Regions from separate parts of the Mus musculus genome. Here all the other regions are linked to region 3. A link is a contact called in public HiChIP or PLAC-seq data. All regions are on one chromosome and are shown on one strand. Each heading gives the region's core, a stretch centred on a gene start, on an enhancer-like site or on the middle of the called end of the contact. The rest is flanking DNA. Distances are from core to core; before and after follow the strand shown. Region 1 holds the start of Hnrnpl (heterogeneous nuclear ribonucleoprotein L). Region 2 holds the start of Actn4 (actinin alpha 4). Region 3 holds the start of Yif1b (Yip1 interacting factor homolog B (S. cerevisiae)).

Evidence for each region. HiChIP or PLAC-seq counts read pairs in DNA pulled down with a chosen protein or histone mark.
Region 1: a FOXA1 HiChIP or PLAC-seq map of pancreatic cancer cells shows a contact between it and region 3. The contact joins the promoter of Hnrnpl here to the promoter of Yif1b in region 3. A contact is called at or near these places in 7 of 39 promoter capture datasets (the C10 cell line, cranial neural crest, erythroid cells and 4 more), 1 of 484 Hi-C or Micro-C datasets (embryonic stem cells), 2 of 115 datasets of contacts at active chromatin or transcription factors (memory CD8 T cells and pancreatic cancer cells) and 1 of 9 other capture datasets (embryonic stem cells).
Region 2: a FOXA1 HiChIP or PLAC-seq map of pancreatic cancer cells shows a contact between it and region 3. The contact joins the promoter of Actn4 here to the promoter of Yif1b in region 3. A contact is called at or near these places in 4 of 39 promoter capture datasets (the SN4741 cell line, erythroid cells, macrophages and 1 more), 7 of 484 Hi-C or Micro-C datasets (CD4 T cells, CD8 T cells, the HPC-7 cell line and 3 more), 5 of 115 datasets of contacts at active chromatin or transcription factors (effector CD8 T cells, embryonic stem cells, large pre-B cells and 2 more) and 2 of 9 other capture datasets (adipose tissue and liver).

Annotation. Positions count from the first base shown.
Region 1 is chr7:28,809,244-28,813,441 of GRCm38.p6, reverse strand. It overlaps Hnrnpl (heterogeneous nuclear ribonucleoprotein L), which reads right to left and starts at 2,552. Exons shown (of 13, transcript NM_177301.5): 1 at 2,274-2,552; 2 at 45-163. The coding sequence starts at 2,531.
Region 2 is chr7:28,960,225-28,964,215 of GRCm38.p6, reverse strand. It overlaps Actn4 (actinin alpha 4), which reads left to right and starts at 1,884. Exons shown (of 21, transcript NM_021895.3): 1 at 1,884-2,197. The coding sequence starts at 2,033.
Region 3 is chr7:29,236,123-29,240,237 of GRCm38.p6, reverse strand. It overlaps Yif1b (Yip1 interacting factor homolog B (S. cerevisiae)), which reads right to left and starts at 1,915. Exons shown (of 8, transcript NM_001110201.1): 1 at 1,802-1,915. The coding sequence starts at 1,847.

The DNA of each region.
Region 1 (4,198 bases), core at 1,303-3,802, 430 kb after region 3:
CACTCAGGGATGCTAAGGAGCTCTAACCCAGCATCAAGAAGTACCTGATGGGTCCAAATTCTTGCAGGGCTTCCACAAGGTCAGCTTCCACTACTCCGTCAATCAGGCCCCTGATGTGAACAACTGGGGAGGCAGGGGTTTTGTGGGGGTCATCGTAGTTCTCCTGAAAAAGTAAGGTCACACAGTGAAAAGAGGGACCCCAATGTACTGCCACGCGATCACCAAAAGCCTTGAGTGGGTGGCCATCTGCCCCCTAGAGGCTTAGTGATAAGCCTAGCTTCTAAGGAAGGCTAAATGTAGAAAGATCCGGTCTCATATCTGATACTCTTTCTGGAATTCATCTCTGAATCAAAGTACAACAGGAAGAGTGACTTAGAAAGGGACCACACCCACAAGAAGAGCTCCAACAGCTGCCTGCTAGTCTTAACACACTCTACAATGGGTAGTGTGGCACACTCCTTTAATCCCAGAGCACTTGGGAGGCAGAAGCAGACAGATTTCTTAGTTCAAAGCCAGCCTGGTCTACAGAGTTCCAGGACAGCCAGGGCTACACAGAGAAACCCTGTCTTGAAAAACAACAACAAAAACCACACTCTGCATGTGTTCTAGCTTCTTTGTGTTTTCTCTGGCTGGGCAAGCTTTGGTCACTTGATTAAGAAGACTGTGACCACAAGTCACCTTCAGGTCTGGTCTGGGCAAAAGACCAAGTGCTTAGGGACACAAGGCTTCCAGGACAATACGCCCTGCCTGTCTTATACTGTCTAGGCCAAGGTCTTCCACCCCGAACTGCTATCCCAACCTGTAACATTTTCCACAGCTCCTCCACTCACACAATCACACACAGGCAGTTTCTAGAGCTCTGGAGAGAACGTCCTCCTCCATCTCTCTAGACTGTGGCCCATGCCCCGAACACTACTGGGCAGAAACCTATGCATATTAGTGGGTTCTTAGTGAACCACACAAGGCACACCCTTCCCAGCCATTTCCAGTTGAGGTTTGCCTTCCACAACCTTGAGTTCTAATCTTACTTCTGTTTGTCACTGGTGAGACTCAACCTAATTTACCCAGTGTCTTTCCTGCTTTGTAAAGGGAGTCCATAAAAGTCCCCATCTCAGAGGACCAACACCGAATGTGAGGTACCTCTCACCTTAAATGATTAGGGTGGGGGTAAGGCTCACCACACAGCCCATGAGATGTTCGGAGAACAACCTTTTGGAGTCTGTTCTCTCCTTCCACCTCATGGGCTCCCGTTGTCTAGCTTGGCAGTTAACTTACCAGACTCAACTAAAATGTCTTCCAAATCCTTGAGAAACCTAACACTGTAACAACAGGGAGAAGCTGATAAATGCATGAGCAGCAGCCTCATCAAGAGGGCACTGTTTGTTTGGCTTTTTGATAAGTCTCACAGCCTTGTCTGTCCTGGAATTAACTATGCATAAGAGGCTGGCCTCAAACCAAAGAGATTAAAGGCCTGTGACTCCGTGCCCACCGGAAGGACTTTAATAATAAACTTTTAAAAGGAATGCAAACTGCATCCTAACCCAGACACCATAATTGTGACCTTCAGAAGACTAAATAGGCTGAAAGACTCTATGCATAGCCACAGGACCATAATACAGTTTAGTTTATAAATGCCCCAATCCTGGAGCCCTAAGCAAATCGAGTGATAATTTCTAAGCTTGGCTCAATTCCCAAAGTTAAATCTGCCTTTCACAAATCGTCTTCCGTTTTTCAATGCACACAGTAAAAGAAGTTAAACAGTTTAATCTGGGCATTATAATTTTATAATTTCATCAAGTGAACTTCTATATGGAAACGACCATGATTAAAACTGCGACGGGGCGACTCGGTCAGGCCACCGCCCACCCGCTTCCCGCTCGCTGGCTGTGGTTGTAGAAACGCGCTTGCGCATAGGGACACGGAAAGAAGAGGAAAAAAAAAAAGATAAAGAAGTGAGGAGAAAAAAAAAAAACGGCCCGACCGCGTGCCTAGGCCCCCCACATGCCGGCCCGCGGCGCCTGCGCAGTGCGGTGCCTGCAGAGCCAGCCGCTTCCTCCGCCCCCTCAAGCCCCGCTTCGGATTGTGCGCACGCGCAAGCGCCTGTCCTCGCGCAAACCCCGCCGTTTGCCCAACGCCTGCCCCTCCCCCACCCACCAAAAAAGCGCGAGGGCTGCAGCGCCTGCGCAGAGATTTTTCCCCCCTGTGAAAAATAAATAGCTTTTTAAAGTACGAAATTTCCCCTTCCTTCCGGGAGTCTAAAGCCCCAGCCTCACCCCGCCGCCGCCGCCCGCCGCCCCGGAGCCTCCGCCGCCGCCGCCTCCGTGCTGGTCGCCGGCGTTTTCAGTCTTCAGCCGTTTAGGGGCTCGGCCTCCCTCGTTGCCGCCGCCGTAATAGCGACCACCGCCACCTCCGCCGCCCGCAGCCGCCATCTTCACCATCGCTCCCGCCCGCCTCAGCTGCTCGTCCGGCTGCTGCCTCTGCTCGAGCCGCCGACGCCGCTTCTCCGCCCGGGGCAGCAGCCTCCGCGACATGGCGGCGCAGAACCCGCCTCCCCCCGCCTCTCATTGGGGGAGGGACACGCCCGTCACTCGCCGCCCCCACCCGATAGGGGGAGCCACTGGCCCTATCTTGGGGGGAGGGGAAGTTTCCTCACGGTTCATTTCTATTGGATAGGACGCATGCCGTTCTATTGGAAAGACCGCCTCTGTTCGCCAATCGCACTCCTTATAGGTGAACGCTTCTTGCCAGTCATTCCGCCAGGCCCCACCTCCTTAAAATAAACTCTGATTTAATAGGCCAGATTTTTGGGATCGCTCCGCCTTCCCACAAACAGTAAATGGAAGTGGGCCTCCGAAGCTCCGCCTCCTTCCCGCTCTCATTGGTTTCCTAGCTAATCGGTCACTCTGAAATCCTTGCGTTTCCCAGTCACAACGACCATCTTCCCGCGCCACTCCGCTGGGATACAAGAAAGGCCTTCCCTTCTGTGTTCCTACAATTGTTCCCCCAGGTGCCCGTCTCGTACGTCAACACTCGATTGGTCAATGAAGAGTGGAAAGAATGCCCTATTGCCAGATGGTATAGGACGACTGATAGCTTCTGATTGGTGAAAAAGGAGAGCCCGTAGGCTCTCTGTGGCGCAATCTAGGAACCGGTCCCGAGAGAGCGCATGCGCTCCTGTACTTTTGGGGGGGGGGGGGGGCTTCAATAGAAGAGGTGACTTTAAGGGATACAACTACTCGAGTACCCGAACGGTCTTTCGCGCGTCTGTTGTTTGCAAGCTCCGGAAGTCTAGAGCAAGACAACAATTTGCAGCAGCTATAACCCATTAGAACGTTTACTTCACCTCTACCCTATCCTAAGCTGGAGGTTATTATTTTTAAAAGAACCTTCAAATCTGAGCACTTCTCACTAATAAAACACTCATTGATTGCCATGTGACTTTGGACCCTGGCAGGCACCGTCATTTCACTCTAAATTCAGTCATGGTGGTAGATCTTTATAGTTCAACTCGGTTCGCACTTGGCAACTGAGCACCCTGCGTCCTCCAGAGTGCTCTGTGGCTTAGACTCGCTACTTGGAGACTGCTCTGAAGCGATTGTCTCCTCCCAGGGTCCTGCGAAGCCCGAGAGCTGCAACGCCGACAAGTGCCCGCCGGGGAGCAAGCAGACAGGGAACGTACTGACGGAGGATCCGGATCCCGACCACAGACCCGTCCAGAGGCTTTATGGGGAAACTAGGGAGTCAAGAAGACTCTGGGATGTAGCTCAGCAATGGAACGCTTGCCTAGCACAGACAAGGCGCGTATCTACCCCCACCCCCACCACACGCACGCGCGCGCGCGCACACACACACACACACACACACACACGTCTTGAGACGGTGTAAGACTCACAGGCCGCTTCAAAACGTGCTGTGACACCTTTCCACCAGGTCATTCCCAAAGCGGATATCCGCTTGGTACTAAGTTTGAAATGTGAGTAAAGGCTCAGAGAACAGAACCCCGGGTGTTGGGATAAGTTTTAAGCATGGCGTAGTGGTTGCAAGCCTGTAATGCAGCGCTCTGGAGGCAGGATTGCCTTGAGTTCAGGGCTACCCTGGGATACAAAGGGATTCTCCTAATTAAAAAAGTTTGGAAGCGGTGGAGGCTGGTGAGGATATAAATGGATCTCCAGCCATTTCACTGGACACAGACACTCCA
Region 2 (3,991 bases), core at 635-3,134, 280 kb after region 3:
AGTCAATGCTCTTAACGGCTGAGCCATCTCTCCAGCCCCTCTTTTTTCTTTTTTTAAACAGTTCCTTTTTCTTTCTTTCTTTCTTTTTTTTGTTTTTTTGTTTGTTTGTTTTTGTTTTTGTTTTTCGAGACAGGGTTTCTCTGTAGAGCCCTGGCTGTCCTGGAACTCACTCTGTAGACCAGGCTGGCCTCCAACTCATAAATTCATCTGCCTCTGCCTCCCAAGTGCTGGGATTCAAGGTGTGCACCACCATGCCCAGCTCAGGCCCTGTTTCAAACAAAACCAAACCAACAGCTCCAAATGCTTCAGTTGTTAAGGAGTTTGCAACCGAGCCGGTCAACCTGAGTCTGACCCCTAGGACCCCAGGTGGTAGAAGCACAGATGAGCTCTGACCAGCACACATGACATGGGCACCCCTGACCCACACAATAAATACATGTAAATTTCAAAGAAATCAAACCCAAAGGCTGGAGGCAGAAGAGTGGGGGTGGCAGGAAGAAGGCTTGGAATGGTGGCTGCTGGCTGCCTCTTTGTAAGAAGCCCTATAAGGGAGGATTAAGGTTTCCTGAGCAGCTGGAAGCAGGAAGTCACCTTTCAAGATGGAGATGGCCCCTCTGGTTATCAGATGGCCTTCAATGAGGCACTATTATTATTCCGTGTGTGTTTCTTTTCTCCTCTACCTACCCCCACTTCCCCCTCTGAGACTGGGTTTTTCTGGCTATCCTAGAACTCACTCTGTCTATCAGGCTGGCCTCAAACTCAGTGCTCTGCCTGCTTTTGCCTCCTGAGTGCTGGGATTAATACACCACCATGCCTGGTTTCCATAATTCTTATTGTTGCCCATCTCTCCTACAAAGTTAGTCGTTTGATAACTGACCTGGCTTACCATGCTGTCCGTAGTTGGAAAGTGGCTGCATGTAGTAGGTGCATAGTATTTGCTGCGAGAATGAAGATAGACAAGTCCAAAAGGACCCCTTGCCTTCCCTGCTAACTAGCTATCCCAGTCCAATCTAACTCGACGTATCTTTGAAAGAGTTTCTTTAAATATCTACCTTTTCCCTTTTCCCAGAAGACTTTACAAATCCAGCCCATTCTAGAGTTTCTTTTCTTTTCTTTTTTTAAGACAGGGTCCTCATGTAGCCCACACTAGATTCAAACTCGCTGTGTACTAAGTAAGTCTGGCCTTGAACCCTCCTGTCCACACCTCCAGTTGGGATCTAAGGTATGTGTCACCATGCCCAGTTATTTGTTTGCTTGTTTGTTTCGAGACAGGGTTTCTCTGTGGAGCCCTGGCTGTCTTGGAACTCACTCTGTAGACCAGGCTGGCCTCGAACTCAGAAATCCACCTGCTTCTGCCTCTAAGTGCTGGGATGAAAGGCGTGCGCCAACACTGTCCGGCCCACCATGCCCAGTTTTAAGCTCGATTATTTATTTAATTTAAGACTGGTCTTCCTGTGTAACCCAAGCTCCAACATGTTATCTGTCGTTCAGTCTCTGCGGCCTGAGAACAGAGATCCCACGTTCCATCGTGCAAGGTTTATAGTATATAGTTTCGAAAGGGTGGGGACTTTTCCTGACTTCTTTAATGCCAAGGCAGAAAACACGGTCTCACACATAGCAGGCAGCCAAATAAATCTTGATTATGTCTGAATGGCTGAATGGGAACACATTCCACCCCGAAACAGGTTAAAGCCGGATGAGGAGCCCCGCCTTATGAATCATTCATGACTTGGGCCCCGCCCACACGGGGTGACGCGCGCGTTCCCGCTAGAAGCGCCTGGGCTCCCACGCTGGGCGGGCAGCCGGAGGTGCGTTCTGCGCCGGCGCCGAGAGCCCGGGGCCTCCTCAGGTGCGCGCGCGCGGGAGGGCGGCGGCGGCAGCGCAGTGCGCAGGCGCGGCAAGTGAACTGCGCAGGCGTCAGTCTTGGGCGGGCTGAAAGCAGCTGAAGCGGCGGCCGAGTCGGAGCCTCCGGCACAGGGGCGGGAGCTGAGGCGGTAGCGGACCGGCTGGCGGGCTAGCGAAAGGCGGCGGAATGGTGGACTACCACGCAGCGAACCAGGCGTACCAGTACGGCCCGAACAGCGGCGGCGGCAATGGCGCGGGTGGCGGCGGAAGCATGGGCGACTACATGGCCCAGGAGGATGACTGGGACCGGGACCTGCTGTTGGACCCGGCCTGGGAGAAGCAGCAGCGCAAGGTGCGCGGCCCGTGACCCGGGCTGGGTGGCGTCCTGCGCGTGGCGGGGAGGCCTGGAGGAGGGTCCTGGGAGACAATTGGCGGGTTCGGGAACGGGTTTGCAGTCCCGGAGAGGGATTACAGAGCTTAAGGAAGCAATTGGGAATCTGGAGGGGGAGGGGGGAAGTGGCGGCCAGGTAGGAGACACGGGGAACTGGGACAAACGAGATGATGATTCGGGAGGTTGCAATGGAACTAGGTTTTAAGGCGAGATTGTTGGATCAGAGGAAGCATTGATGGGGCCCAGGCAAGCAATGGGGTCCAGGAAGGGAATTGGTGAGCCTGGATAGTATTTGGTTTGGGAATCCTAGTATGGAGGAGATAGTCTGGAGTGCAGAGAGTCTGAAGAAGAGATTGGAATTGCAGGAAGCCTTAGTGTGTGTGTGTGTGTGTGTGTGTGTGTGTTGGGGGGTGGTTCTAGAAGAGATGAAGAATCAGGAAAGGTAAAAAGGGGGCACTAAGGAGAGGATTGTGGAATCCTGAGACAGGGAGGGGGGCCTGCATGGGCTAGGGTGTGTGGTGAGTAGGTGTTAAGATGGTCTGATGGGACTAGGGGTCTGAGAAGGTAGGTGTTCAGGACAGAAGTTAGGGGCCTAGGAACAAAAAAGATGTTTGTGTGAGGAGGGTGAGATTTATTGAGGGCGCCTTGCTGTAAAAAGAAAAGGATAGGGGCGTAATTAGAATTGATGGGGAGACCCAAAAGAGTGTGGGTGCTTTGAAGAAGGGAGAGGTAGTGAAACAGTTAAGGTTCCAGGTTCACGGGGAAATAGTTCAACAGTGAGAATAGTGGAAGACAGTAGGAGCAGGGATGGAGGATAATGGGAGGGGGTTAGTTTGGGAAAATGGAAGTCTGATTAGGAATGCCTGATTAAAAGACTTGGGGGTTCATTGAGTGAGGAAGAAATGAGTGTTCTGGGAGAGTAGTGTCTTTTGATGGGGAGGGTAGGTGAAGGGGTATTAAAATAGTATTTCCTGATGGTATTTAGGAGTGTGGGGGCGATGCTAAAGGGAAGCCACAGTATGGAGTGGAGGTCAGAGTAGGAGGCCAGGAGTGGAGATGTGTTGGGTGGTTGAGAGGGAAGCTAGGAGTGATGGGAGAGAGGGTGTGAGTGTATGCAGAAAGAGCTAAAGAAGGGTGTGTTGAGTGGGTGAGAATGTGGGGGATGGTTCGCAAGAGTGTGAGGAGAGTGGGAAATTAAAATTGAAGTTAGAAGCTACTTCATGCTTTCTAGAGGTTGAGACTTTTTTGTAACTTACTGATGGGCACTGTGACTTCAGGACAAGACCCTTGCTCTCAGGGCGATCAGGAATGTGCTTTTGGTGACTCTGCAGACGGGATGTGCGTGGAGTTGGGACTTTGGGAGTTGGGAGCGGGGCCCTGAGGGTGTGGGAGAGAGCCGGTTTGATGACATTTACCAGATGCCCCCCCCCGGGGGGGGGCAGGGAAGTTGCTATATGGCTGGGTCCAGTCACCCAGTCTGGAGGGTCAATGGTGGGAGAAGCTGCAGTGCCTGGAAAGCCTGAGGTGGGACCTGGTGTAACTGTGGCCCAGTCGGACTGTCAGCTTGTATGCTGTCTGCAGTCACTAGGGGGGTGGAAGTCTGCAGTGTGTAAAATAGCTGAGGAGTGGTAGCTGGGGAATGAGTGCATTTTGAAAGGCAGGGGAGATCTAGTCTGGATCTCAACAATTATTTATTGCCTGAGGCCTTGAGAGGAAAAGGTTGAAAGTTGCCAAAAGACTTGGAAAGTTGGAAGG
Region 3 (4,115 bases), core at 666-3,165:
AGACCAGGCTGGCCTCGAACTCAGAAATCCGCCTGCCTCTGCCTCCCGAGTACTGGGATTAAAGGTGTGTGTCACCACTGACCAGCTTGTTTTTGTTTTGTTAACAAGTCCTCACTATGCAGCTCTTGCTGTCCTGGGACTCACTCTGTAACCCAGGCTGGCTTTGAACTCATGGATAACCCTCTAGCCCTTGCCTTACTAGTGCCTGAATTCCAAGTGCCCCCCAGGTGCATCACCTGCATGGTCCCTTTTCATCCTCTGCCCAAGATCAAGGGCCACCATGCTGAGAATCGAATTCTAACACCTCCTCAGCCCTGTCAGCACCCCTGGCCCCAAGGTCTCTCAGGTCCCAACGTAGACAAACCCCTTGCCTTAACACACAGTACTATCAACCTAGAACCATCCTCCTCCAGGAGCCTGCTGCGCCACACTAGGGACTCTGCTCAAATGTTCTCCCTCACTGTCGCTTCTCATAATGGCCAGGCTCCTGATTTCCCTCCTCAGCATCAACTCAATTGTGTATCTTGTTGGCACAGCCTTTCTCTCCAGGAATCCCTTAGGTCTTTCATCATTAGGCATGCCCTCTTCAAGGACTCAAGGATACTTCCAGTCAACAACTGAGTTCCACATCTCCATCCCAGCCCCAACCTATCTGCCTGTGCACTCTACATCATCTGTCCAGCACTCTATTAAAAGGAACTAACTCATCTTTGTGTGTGTGTGTGTGTCCGTCCACCATAGATCCATCTCAGGTAGTCAGGCTTGGTGGCAAGTGCCCTTACTGGAGCCATCTCTGGGAATCCACCCCTGACTTCTCACACTGTTTACTTTAAACACATGTTGCCCAGGCAGGCATTCAAAGTCGACTCCCAAGTGCTAGGGTTACAGGTGTGCACCATGAACCCTCCCCCATGCTTCTATCACAGCAGTTCCATTGCTCTGTACTGGCAGCTTTATGACAGGAATAAATGCTAGCTGGTCACATATCACAGGCCGGCCAGACACTAAGGAGTGAAGGGGTAAATGGAGCCTCCTCAAACCCTAGTCACAATCAGGACTACACACACACACACACACACACACACACACACACCACACACACTGGTTCTTACTACTCTAGTTGACCGACAAGTTTCCTTCCTTGGAAAGTGTCTATCTTCCTCCTGAACTCTAGCTGTAAGAAAGCAAGGACCAGGGCTTTGGTGGTTACTAGTGTGTACCCAAATTCCAGCCCAGGGCCTGGCACAGGGTTCACAGGAGCAAGTTATGTTAGATGAATAAATGAAACAAACAGGACATAGATATTGAGAGACCAAGAGGAATTCAAATTTACATCTGGGAAAAGAGGTTAACGAAGCTGGAAAAAGGAGGTTAGCAGGACAATAAGTACTGGTTGTGTTCTTAAATGGGATGTAAATATGGCCCTGTCCGCACAGGGAGTGCCCAGGGGCCGTACTGTGGAGCGTGGGTGACAGTTCCTAAGCACTGAAGAGTCTCGGAAAGGTGGGTAGCACAGGAGGTCAAATCGCTGACTGCAAATGAATGGAAGTAGCGTTTCTCTGAACACCGCACTACATTTTCCTCCAACTTGCTTTCTTTTAAAGGAATTTTTTTTAAAGAACCTACCCGCGATGCGCCCCCTACCCGGACTTGGCATCCCTGGGCTGTGCACACCTAGAAACTCCAGGTCCGGGATCTCGTGACCTCCGTCCGACCTGGAGTGACCTCGCCAACCGCCGCGACGGCCCCGCCACACCCCTCGCCCGCCCGATCTCCTCAGCCAGCCACGTACGCCACTTACGCAGCCGGGGCGTCCCCGCCGGCGCCGCCAAACCTGTCGCGTGCATGCTTTAGATGCCACGGCCGAGAACGCCACAGCCGCAGTTTGGAATGGGCCCGCCCGGTTCCCGTAGCCACGCCCCAGTAGTATCGAGAGACCCAATAGGTCTCACGATAGCGCAAGAAAGCCACACCCTCTGGAGGGGGTGCAGCCTGGTTGAGTGGGCGTCGGCTTACATAAGAGGCGGGAACTGAGGCCAATGACGTAAGGGAAGAGGCCGTACCTTAGCGGCAGCAGGGCGGAGCTTGGTGCGATCTAGGAGGAGAAGACTTCAGGCAGGAAGGAAACGTTCCTATTGTTGAGCCCGAAGTCGACGGAAAATGTAGTTCTTTACAGGCAGGCACTCGATTTAGTTAACTGAGAGCACAGGGAGGCTGAAGAAGCGTGAAAGGCGGGGAGAATGATGGATTATTGCAGTTATGCCGGCTCATCTATCGTTTACACAGACGCAGCACTCATTTTTATTATTTATTTATTTATTTATTTGGTTGGTTGGTTGGTTTTTTTCGAGACAGGGTTTCTCTGTGTAGCCTTAGCTGATTTGGAACTCACTCTGTAGACCAGGCTGGCCTGGAACTCACAGAGATCTGTCTGGCTCAGGATTAAAGGAATGCGGCACCAGGGCCCATTTAGGCTGAGAAACAAAGTTTAGCTTAGTGGATCACTTCTGTATTCCCAATACTGAGGAAGCTGAAAAAGAAAGTCATGAGTGGGCTGGTGAGATGGCTCAGCGGGTAAGAGCACTGACTGTCCTTCCAAAGGTCCTGAGTTCAAATCCCAGCAACCACATGGTGGCTCACAACCAACTGTAATGAGATCTGACGCCCTCTTCTGCTGCGTTTGAAGTCAGCTACAGTGTACTTATGTATCATAATAAATAAATCTTTAAAAAAAAAAGTCACGAGTACTGGCTTTGAACATAGTGAGCTCTAGTCTTACAAAAAAAAAAAAAAAAAAAGATTGGGGCTGGTGAGATGGCTCAGTGGGTAAGAGCACCTGACTGCTCTTCCGAAGGTCCAGAGTTCAAATCCCAGCAACCACATGGTGGCTCACAACCATCCGTAACAAGATCTGACTCCCTCTTCTGGTGTGTCTGAAGATAGCTACAGTGTACTTACTATAAATAAAATCTTTAAAAAAAAAAAAAAGATTGAAAAAGAGGCCCTCAGCATATTAGTTCAGAAGAACTGGTAACTTTCTTCGAAGGTACCTTTAGGCAATTTCCCAGAAGTTCATAAAAATGTTCTCACATGGCTCTTTTCCTTCAAGCTTTCTGTCCACCAGAGGTGCATACAGCCCTCACAGTTGAATGCACACAAGCACAACTTTGAGCATAGAACCCTGAAAACTAACTTCCTCCTGTGTGTCCCTCAGTGTCTCTTTTTCTCTTCCTTAGTATGCCCCTACCTCTTTTGATTTGAGAAAGGGCATTACACAGTCTAGGTTGACTTCGAACTCATTAAGGTAAAGACATCCTTGAACCCTGATCTTCCTGCTTCTACCTTCCAAATCCAGGGATTACAGTGTGTGCCACCACGACCCATGGCTGGCCCCTTCTGTCCTTTTTTCTGCTTATCAAAGACAAAAAAAAGTCGGAAATGCCTCTGGGAAGTGATAGCACTCCAGAAGGAGATGGTCAGCAAATGACCCTGTCCTGTGGCTTCCCTTTCCTCTTCTGCAATGGCTCCTTAGGGAGGAAACCTGTGTCAGATGCAGTCCTTTGCTGAGATACATCCACATCATTTTGCTTCGTGTTAGAGTCTGACTCCTAGGCACTACCTCCACTTCTCATTCTCAGCCTTCTTCTTGTCTAAATCCATCTATCTGTGACCTTTTTAAAAAATCAATAAGGCAGACATTTTGGGCTTGCTGTAGGCCTCTTGTGTGAAAAAAAAAATTAAAAATATATATATATATTCATCTGTCTATATATAGGTGTCTGTTGAATCCCTGCGTATTGCAGAATCCTCAAATGTGCATGTCTTTTATATAAATAGTGCAGCTAGGTGTGTTGGCACACACCTGCAATCCCAGCACTCGGGATGTGGTAGCAGGAGGTTCAGAAGTTCAAGACCATCCTTAGGTTTATACTGAGTTCAAGTGAACTACTTAAAATAATCTCCAAAAAAAAAAAAAAAAAAAAAAGAGAGAGAGAGAGAGAGAGCCAGGCGTGGTGGCACGTGCCTTTAGTCCCAGCACTCGGGAGGCAGAGGCAGGCAGATTTCTGAGTTCGAGGCCAGCCTGGTCTACAGAGCAAGTTCCATGACAGCCAGGG